Linked DNA regions of Mus musculus: region 2 is linked to region 1. The links are chromatin contacts, called in public HiCAR-type maps. All regions are on one chromosome and are shown on one strand. Each heading gives the region's core, a stretch centred on a gene start, on an enhancer-like site or on the middle of the called end of the contact. The rest is flanking DNA. Distances are from core to core; before and after follow the strand shown.

Region 1 (3,825 bases), core at 284-2,783:
AATATCCTTATCTGTGAAGTGAGTAAGTGGGTCAGGCTAGGTAGGGTCTCAGTGCTTACCCCCTCTCAGAATTACTGAAGCTATGTCATAGTATAGGGGGCAATAGGAGCAAGGCCAAAACCTGTGAACTTATTTGTCCATTGGTACCATCAGTTGCCCTTCAAAGTTACATCTGATTCCACCTCCAGGGTCATTTGTTACTAATCTGCTTTATCTTGTTGAGAAAGCACCTAAGATTGGAGTTTATTTTTCAGGGAGGGATGGTGACAGAAAAAAAAGCAGCCTAGGGGCAAAAGAAAAGAAAACTAAAGCTTCCCAAAGGGAGAAGTGAATTCTTGATCCCAGTTATAAAGCCACATCCTTCAACATTAACTTGGAAGATATCCAGACACTGCCTTTCTGTTTTAGACCACACCCTCTCCCCAGCCCTTCTGCTATCCTGTGATTTCTTGTGGTGTGGTTTATTTACTCCATTGGATTGCTGCCTATAAGTTCTGTGTTTCTTGTTCCCCTTGGTTTATTTGAATTGTGGTCATGTTCTTTTCAGGAGCCTACAATGGTCACTTGACCACAGTGCACTTCCCAAACGAGACACTGACATGTTCAAGGCCATCTGGAAATGACCCCATCTCCTTTTCTCAAACCACTCAGAATGTAAAACCCCTTCTTTTATTAAGCCAAACTGGATTCCCCAGTCTCCAAATCTTTGACATGTTTACAGCTGACTAATTTCCTTCCTGGGTGCCCCAATATTCCAGTAACTCCTGCCTTCCTTCATTACTGTCTCCCTTTTCCCCTTTCTCCTACACTCTCCTTCTTTTCCCTCATACCCTCTCCTTCTTTCCCTTTTCTTTTTCCTTTCTCTTTATCACTACTCCCTCCCTTCCCTTTCTCTCTCCCTCCTTCCCTTTCTCCCTCACACTTTCTATTTCAGTACCATGTGCCAAGCTCTATGGCCGGCACTGAAAATACCAAGACATATTCAAGGGGCTAAGCAATGAACACCCACTAATTCCAGTGCCTCCATTCACTCCTGTATTGCAGCAGTTAGGCACCTACAACCAACTTAGTTTGCCTTCATTCCTAGGACTCATTTGACTGTGCTCTGTGTCCTGTGATCTTTTGCTCTGTGCCTGTGTGTTCTGTTTCAGGGAGGGTAGACCTGAAGCTTTCTTCTTTGTACACACTGACACAAGACTGCTGCTGCATTGATTCTTGAGCAAGGCGAACAATGGAAGAAAGCCACTTTTTGTTGTTAAAGTGAGGTAGCATTTCTGCTGTAGTTAGAAAGAGCATTGTCTCTCCAGTGTCCCAAATCACTTCCATTAAACAGTCAATGTGATAACTGTCTGTGACATGTTCTATTATCTTTCTAGTTGTTCTGATGTTCCTTTCAGCTGGTCCTATAGCCCCCTTTCTCAGTAATGTCTCCCCAGTGAAAGGAAAAAGACTGCAGAGGCTTCAGACTGACGGACGCTCATGCCAACTGTGAAGTTGAAACAAAGCCAGTGACCAGCTGAAGAGGCCCCTCCTGCCCAGCAGCCACCCACATGGTGCAGTTGCAGCCAGTAGTAATCTTTGCAAGAAGCAGAGAAGCCCAGAACACTCATGAGTCAAAACCATGCCCTTCCTTGTGTGTATCCCTGTCTCGTTCAGATTGATGCTCCTTCCATTTGGATCCTGGTATGAATATGCTTGTTACTGTACGAGTGTAAAAAGCTTTGCCCAAATGTGTTAATGTATGAAGAGACTGGATTTTTTTTGGGGGGGGGAGAGAGTTATTTTTATCAAAACACAGTGTTCGTTCTTGAGAGTGATCTAGAAAATAAAAAGCAGTTGGAAAAGACAGCAAAGCAGTCACAGGCGATCCACAGAGATGCTCACACCACCACACAGAAACACCACACCATGCTCCCAGACTCTGAGCAGGGAGCTTGACTCTGTGACATACTATGGCTGCTGCCAGGGGTCAACGTCAAGCCAGACAAAGGTGCAGAAGCTTCCTGAAGTGTAGTGATAAACTGAGTCAGGAGACAATAAGAACAGCAACGACACAAAAGACAACGTCCTTGGAGGGAGCCAAGTGGGTTTGCTTAAGGAAGGATGCTCCCTTAAAGAGAGAATGGGAAATCAACCTTTAAAGGATGTAAAAACAAAACTAGATAAATGGGAAGATAGGAGAAAATAGAGTCCTTAATGCAAGCATAAGGGTAAGCAGCAGACGGGCAGAGGAGATCCACATGGTGAGTCTTGGAGACTACACATATCTCGTCTTGATTTTGCCTGACACTTGGAACCGCTGTCTGTGTGTCTAGTAGAGATGCTGCACACAGGTATCTCCCCTCCCCCACCCCGAATGTCACCTAAACCAAACTAGAACTAAAGTTCCAGTTCTGTGTCACTACAAAGATTGGTTGGTGATTCCTGAATAGAAGTCATGATTCTTCTGTTCGTGATTGCTTGTTACCAAGTTTATTCCATACAGAAAATGTTTTGCATATTAAATCTCATGGTTGCTATGAAAACGACACATTATCCACCTTTCACAGGTGAAGGAACTGATTTTGGTGAGGTTGAGCGCCTGGCCAAGGTGCTACGTGCAGCTATGCACATTCAAGGTTGTGGTCATGAAACTCAGTCCCTAGTCTGACTTTTGTGATGAGTCCCAACACAGTTGTCACCTTTACCATAGCCCTTAATGCCTGTCTACAGAAAGACATGGCTTTTCTGCTGACTTACAGCCACAGTATTTCCTACTTCCATGCTGAATTATACCAGAATGATAAAACGTATTTTCATGGAAGAAAATTGAGAATTTAGTGAAATACACTGCTTGCCAGCAGTTTGTATGTTTCTTCTTCATTTTGGTCTGAGACTTTTGATTTAGTTCTGCATGAAATCTCAAAGTTTTAAGAGCAGTAAGGGAAGGGCCTTAAGTTACCTGTTATAGTACTTTGTGACAGAAGATGTAAATCTACAACCTGTAATCAGAGTGACTTTACAAACAAACAACAAAAAGACACCCCTCCCCACAAAAACTCAAATCAAACCAACCAACCAAACAACAAAATAAACAAAACCGCCCACTTAATTGGAAATGTCCCAACAAAGACCAGAAACTAAGTCCTCTTTCAATGGCTTTTAAATTATTCCACCCTGTCCTAAAGAAACATGAACTTGTATTTGACTAAAGGCACCAATGTTGCATAGATTGGATCTCATAAAATCTAGTTTCTTCCTTCCTTGGTACTCATGTCAATGTTAAATACAGCTATGAACTAGTGTATCTATGTCAAGAAGTTGTCAATGATCTGTCCCCAAAGAACACAGAATAGCCAATGTTGTATATATACTCCTTCTTTAATCCAGCCATGGAGTCATTAGTTCACCTGCACCAATCCAATCCATTGTGCATCTTCTCAACCAACCTGACCTATGGCAATCATTTGCAAGTGCTATAAATGTTTATCTATGACTGTTCCAGAAATAGTTAGGTATTAACAAATACCACTAGTCATTTTGTGGTGTAATCTTCATTTATCTGTATCACTAATTCAAGAAGACTTTGGCCATAAAAACCTAGAACTAAAAATCGCATTCTTGGCTTTCAGCCACTCTACATTTGATTGACATTTCACAGTGATTAATAAATTGTCCATCTAAATAACATAGATGTCCAGATTGTGATTTTTGTCTTGAATGAGACCGTTAAACTGGGTAGGCTAAGGGACAGATGTCTAACTTTTTGAGGTACCTGGATATTTAACTGATGTAATTTTCTACTTAGCTGTTTGACATTGTTGTATGTAGTCCTGGTCATGGCTT
Region 2 (3,414 bases), core at 666-3,165, 110 kb after region 1:
CTGAGGCATATAAAGTTTGCACGACTAATGGGCCTCTCTTTCCACTGATGGCCGACTAGGCCATCTTCTGATACATATGCAGCTAGAGACAAGAGCTCCGGGGGTACTGGTTAGTTCATATTGTTGTTCCACCTATAGGGTTGCAGATACCTTTAGCTCCTGGGTACTTTCTCTAGCTCCTCCACTGGGGGCCCTGTGATCCATCCAATAGCTGACTGTGAGCATCCACTTCTGTGTTTGCTAGGCCCTGGCATAGCCTCACAAGAGACTGAGCCCCACTTTTAAACCCCAGCTCACACTTTCTTTTGAGGGAATGACAGTTTATTTAAGGTTACAGTGTAGAGAATCTAGTGTAGGGGATGCATGATATTGGAAGCACAAGGTGTCTGCTCACATTGGGCCCACTGGAAGGTAGCAGAAACTTACTTGTTCTTACATACTTTTGAATCAGTTTACTTCTCTTGGGTATGTTGTGATTATTTTTTTTCTTCACAGCTCCTAGCCCTCTGACCTTTAACCCACAGTCCTTGTCCCTGTATCTCTGATGACTTGGCAGTTACATGTTTCTTTGATTTGAGTATGAAAGTATTTTTTGTGATAGATGAGGCTGGGAACTTTGTTAGTAATGAGGCTGGGGCTACCACCCAACTCTATTCAGGGCAAAGTCTGTTACTGAAAGGAACAAATATTAGGGTAATTATTAGGAACCCCTACTCTTTCATATTTATGTAATAGCCTCCATTTTTTGCTAGCACTGTATTACAGTAGCCTCACTTATGTTGGTTGTGAAGTCTTTTGAAACAAGAAGCTCAGGACAGAACACATTAAAACCCACCCAACAAACTCCATCACTGTTAACTCCTGAGGAAACTGCTTTCTGTTGGGAAAGACCTTGCACACAGAGCATTTTCTGCTCTGCTGTTTTTCTTTCTTTTCTCCTTCCCTGATCTCCTGCCACCTTCCTAATATATTCAGGTCACACCAAGACCCTGAACAATGACTGCTTACAAAAAGCAGTTGGAAGCCTTGACTAGGAAGATAAGACAAGGCAGGAGACATGGAGTGAGAGCAGGGTAGGAGTAAGGCCAACTCAGGGGTCCTAGGAGCTGGATGTTAAAAGAAACCCAGAGATCCAGAAACAAGACAACAACAACAACAGAGTTTATGGGAACTCCATGTTAGGGAGGAAGTCAAGAATGTAGCCTGGTAGCTACAGTATCAACTCCAGGGCCCTGTGAGTGAGTGCTTGGGTCAGTTGGTTCTGAATTTCAGAGAAAATCTAGACTGCTATGTATGGATGCAGGGCCACCATTTGGTACAATTCTTAGGAGCATCTGTGTGTGTGTGTGTGTGTGTGTGTGTGTGTGTGTACATACTATTATGAAGTCTAGGTTCGTAATATTAGTAAGTTGATTTGAGCCTTTAAAATGTTAAAGATAAAAGACAGAGAGATTTCTGCTAGGAACTCTTGCTGGCTGCGGAACATGCTAAGTGAACAGTGTCGAAACATACACTAAGCTTTGTCCTCCTGGAGCGATGTCGTATTAGTGGCCATCAAAGCAGCGAGCTGACAGGCCTAACTTTCCCGTGGAGATGTTGTGAAAGGGGCGATTTGGGAAATGAGTGGGCTCGCTGGCCCCCATCAGTGTTCAATGTGCTACCCGGGAGCCAAAGCACCAGCCGTCGTAATTGCTGCATTTGTTTAGGGAGGTGCGTTCCCAGGCAGCGGAGCCTCATTTCAGCGCACATGCCTCTAATTTGATGTTTTTAAATTCAGCTCCAAGACTGTCGTCAGGCGCTTGTCCCCCTCTTTCCTTTAACACTGACCACCTTGTTCCCCTTTCTCCCATGAACAGAGGCAAGCAGTGTGTATTGAAAGCCAACAGCCTTTGTGTGGCTTGAGAAATCTGAGGCTGACATCTCCAGGCCCTTTTTGTCTCTCTCGCCTCTCTCGGGCCTGTGACCTGCCAACCGGGTTTGGCTCTCCCAGGCTTTCGTCATGTTGCATATCGATTGCTTTCCTTTCCTTTATTTGTAAGATGCTAAACGACAGACCCTGCTGCACAGTGACAGTGGCTTTGGGCTGTGAGTAGGTCAGCCAACATCCCTAGGTGCTCAGGTTCAGTGACACTTCGCTGGCTTAGCTGCTGTGACATCAGCAGCTCCTAAAGGACCCGATTGATTTCTTCCAGATTGCTGTTCTAAACTCTCAGATTCTTCTGGGATTTCACTCTGCCTTTTTGAATGTGTTCTCTCTCTCTCTCTCTCTCTCTCTCTCTCTCTCTCTCTCTCTCTCTCTCTCTCTCTCTCTCTCTCTGTCTTTCTCTCTGCTTCTTTCCTTTCTTAGACCTTGTGATCCTTAGGTACTGGGCTTACTAATTACCCCCAATGCTGGCACCTGACAGCAGGTGGTCACCATTCTGTTAATTATGTCCCGGGGCTTAGAGAGGCTCTTCTAATGACATCTAATCATCTACCTTCGACTATTGGGCTGAGAGCAGGTTGCAGGCACACTCTCTTTCCCTGAGCTCTTTGAATTTATTCTTACGGTCTAGCACCATGCCTGAGAGGTAGATGATAGACTTGCCGAGCACCAGGTTCCTTCTCTTGTGGCTGGGGAGTAATCATGGCCTAAATGCAGGGAACTGGATCGACACAGAGTTGATTTACTAGTCAAACAAGCCAGCTTCAGAAAGTGTAAGCCAGAGATCGGCAAAAGATTAAGACTCTAGTCCCCCTCAATCCACAGGGTCATTTAGCACAGATCTGCCACTTTCCACAGTCCAATGTAGAAAGTAGAAGGAGATGTGTTTAATTCTTCCACAGGGGAGTAAAGAAGACTGCTGTATAACGTGTGCAAGGCCTGGGCTGCCAGAAAAGTCAGTGTAAATCCTTGTAGTGCTCTTCCCATGAACGAATGGGCCTCTGCCTTTCATCCAGAAAACAGGGAAAATATCCCTTTTGAGCTTGTTTGAAGTGCAGCCAAGAGAATTAATTGTGCATTATTTCCAGAAGGTTTGGTATGCCATGGAGGCAGGTACTGTGTGCATATATGTGTACAGACAAAGGTAGATAGCTATAGCGATAAGCCTTCACTGACTGCTTCAAGACACGGACACTGAAAGAAATGAATTATGGGTAAGGGGAACTGTCAGGTAGGGAGTATTGGTCAATTTTCAGGAACTTTAAAGCAACTGTGATGGATGTGGAAAGAGAGATCGATGGAGAACTATCAATAGGGATTTCACTGTGAAGATGTCATTGCCACCGGCTCACTAGTCCCTCCAATGACCGCAATCTGAGCAAATTAAAAGGGGGAGCATTATTTCTCATGTAACAGTGGAAATAATAAATCAATCACATACTCTCACAACTGAGGAGATCAGTCTCGGAGGTCAGGGACAGATAATATTG

Evidence for each region. HiCAR-type assays count read pairs that join an accessible place to other places.
Region 2: a contact with region 1 is called in a HiCAR-type map of astrocytes, with 8 times the contacts expected there. The contact joins two enhancer-like sites. A contact is called at or near these places in 5 of 39 promoter capture datasets (the 3T3-L1 cell line, cranial neural crest, maxillary cranial neural crest and 1 more), 1 of 15 datasets of contacts at CTCF or cohesin (the NIH/3T3 cell line), 13 of 484 Hi-C or Micro-C datasets (the 3T3-L1 cell line, the HL-1 cell line, the MC38 cell line and 9 more) and 15 of 115 datasets of contacts at active chromatin or transcription factors (the NIH/3T3 cell line, astrocytes, craniofacial prominence and 10 more).

Annotation. Positions count from the first base shown.
Region 1 is chr9:41,588,823-41,592,647 of GRCm38.p6, forward strand. Mir100hg (Mir100 Mirlet7a-2 Mir125b-1 cluster host gene) reads left to right here. Exons shown (of 5, transcript NR_131928.1): 5 at 1,152-1,197. Among named protein-coding and RNA genes, the nearest start is that of Mir125b-1, 8.8 kb to the left of the region's middle. Within about 2 kb of position 1,534, at least 60 of the 459 cell types and tissues checked have an H3K27ac peak or open chromatin away from gene starts, as enhancers often do. A contact at or near this core is called in astrocytes, brain, cerebral cortex and 5 more, where this site is marked.
Region 2 is chr9:41,696,311-41,699,724 of GRCm38.p6, forward strand. All of the region lies in intron 2 of Gm35835 (a long non-coding RNA gene), which reads right to left. Among named protein-coding and RNA genes, the nearest start is that of Gm35835, 39 kb to the right of the region's middle. Within about 2 kb of position 1,916, at least 53 of the 459 cell types and tissues checked have an H3K27ac peak or open chromatin away from gene starts, as enhancers often do. A contact at or near this core is called in astrocytes, brain, cerebral cortex and 5 more, where this site is marked.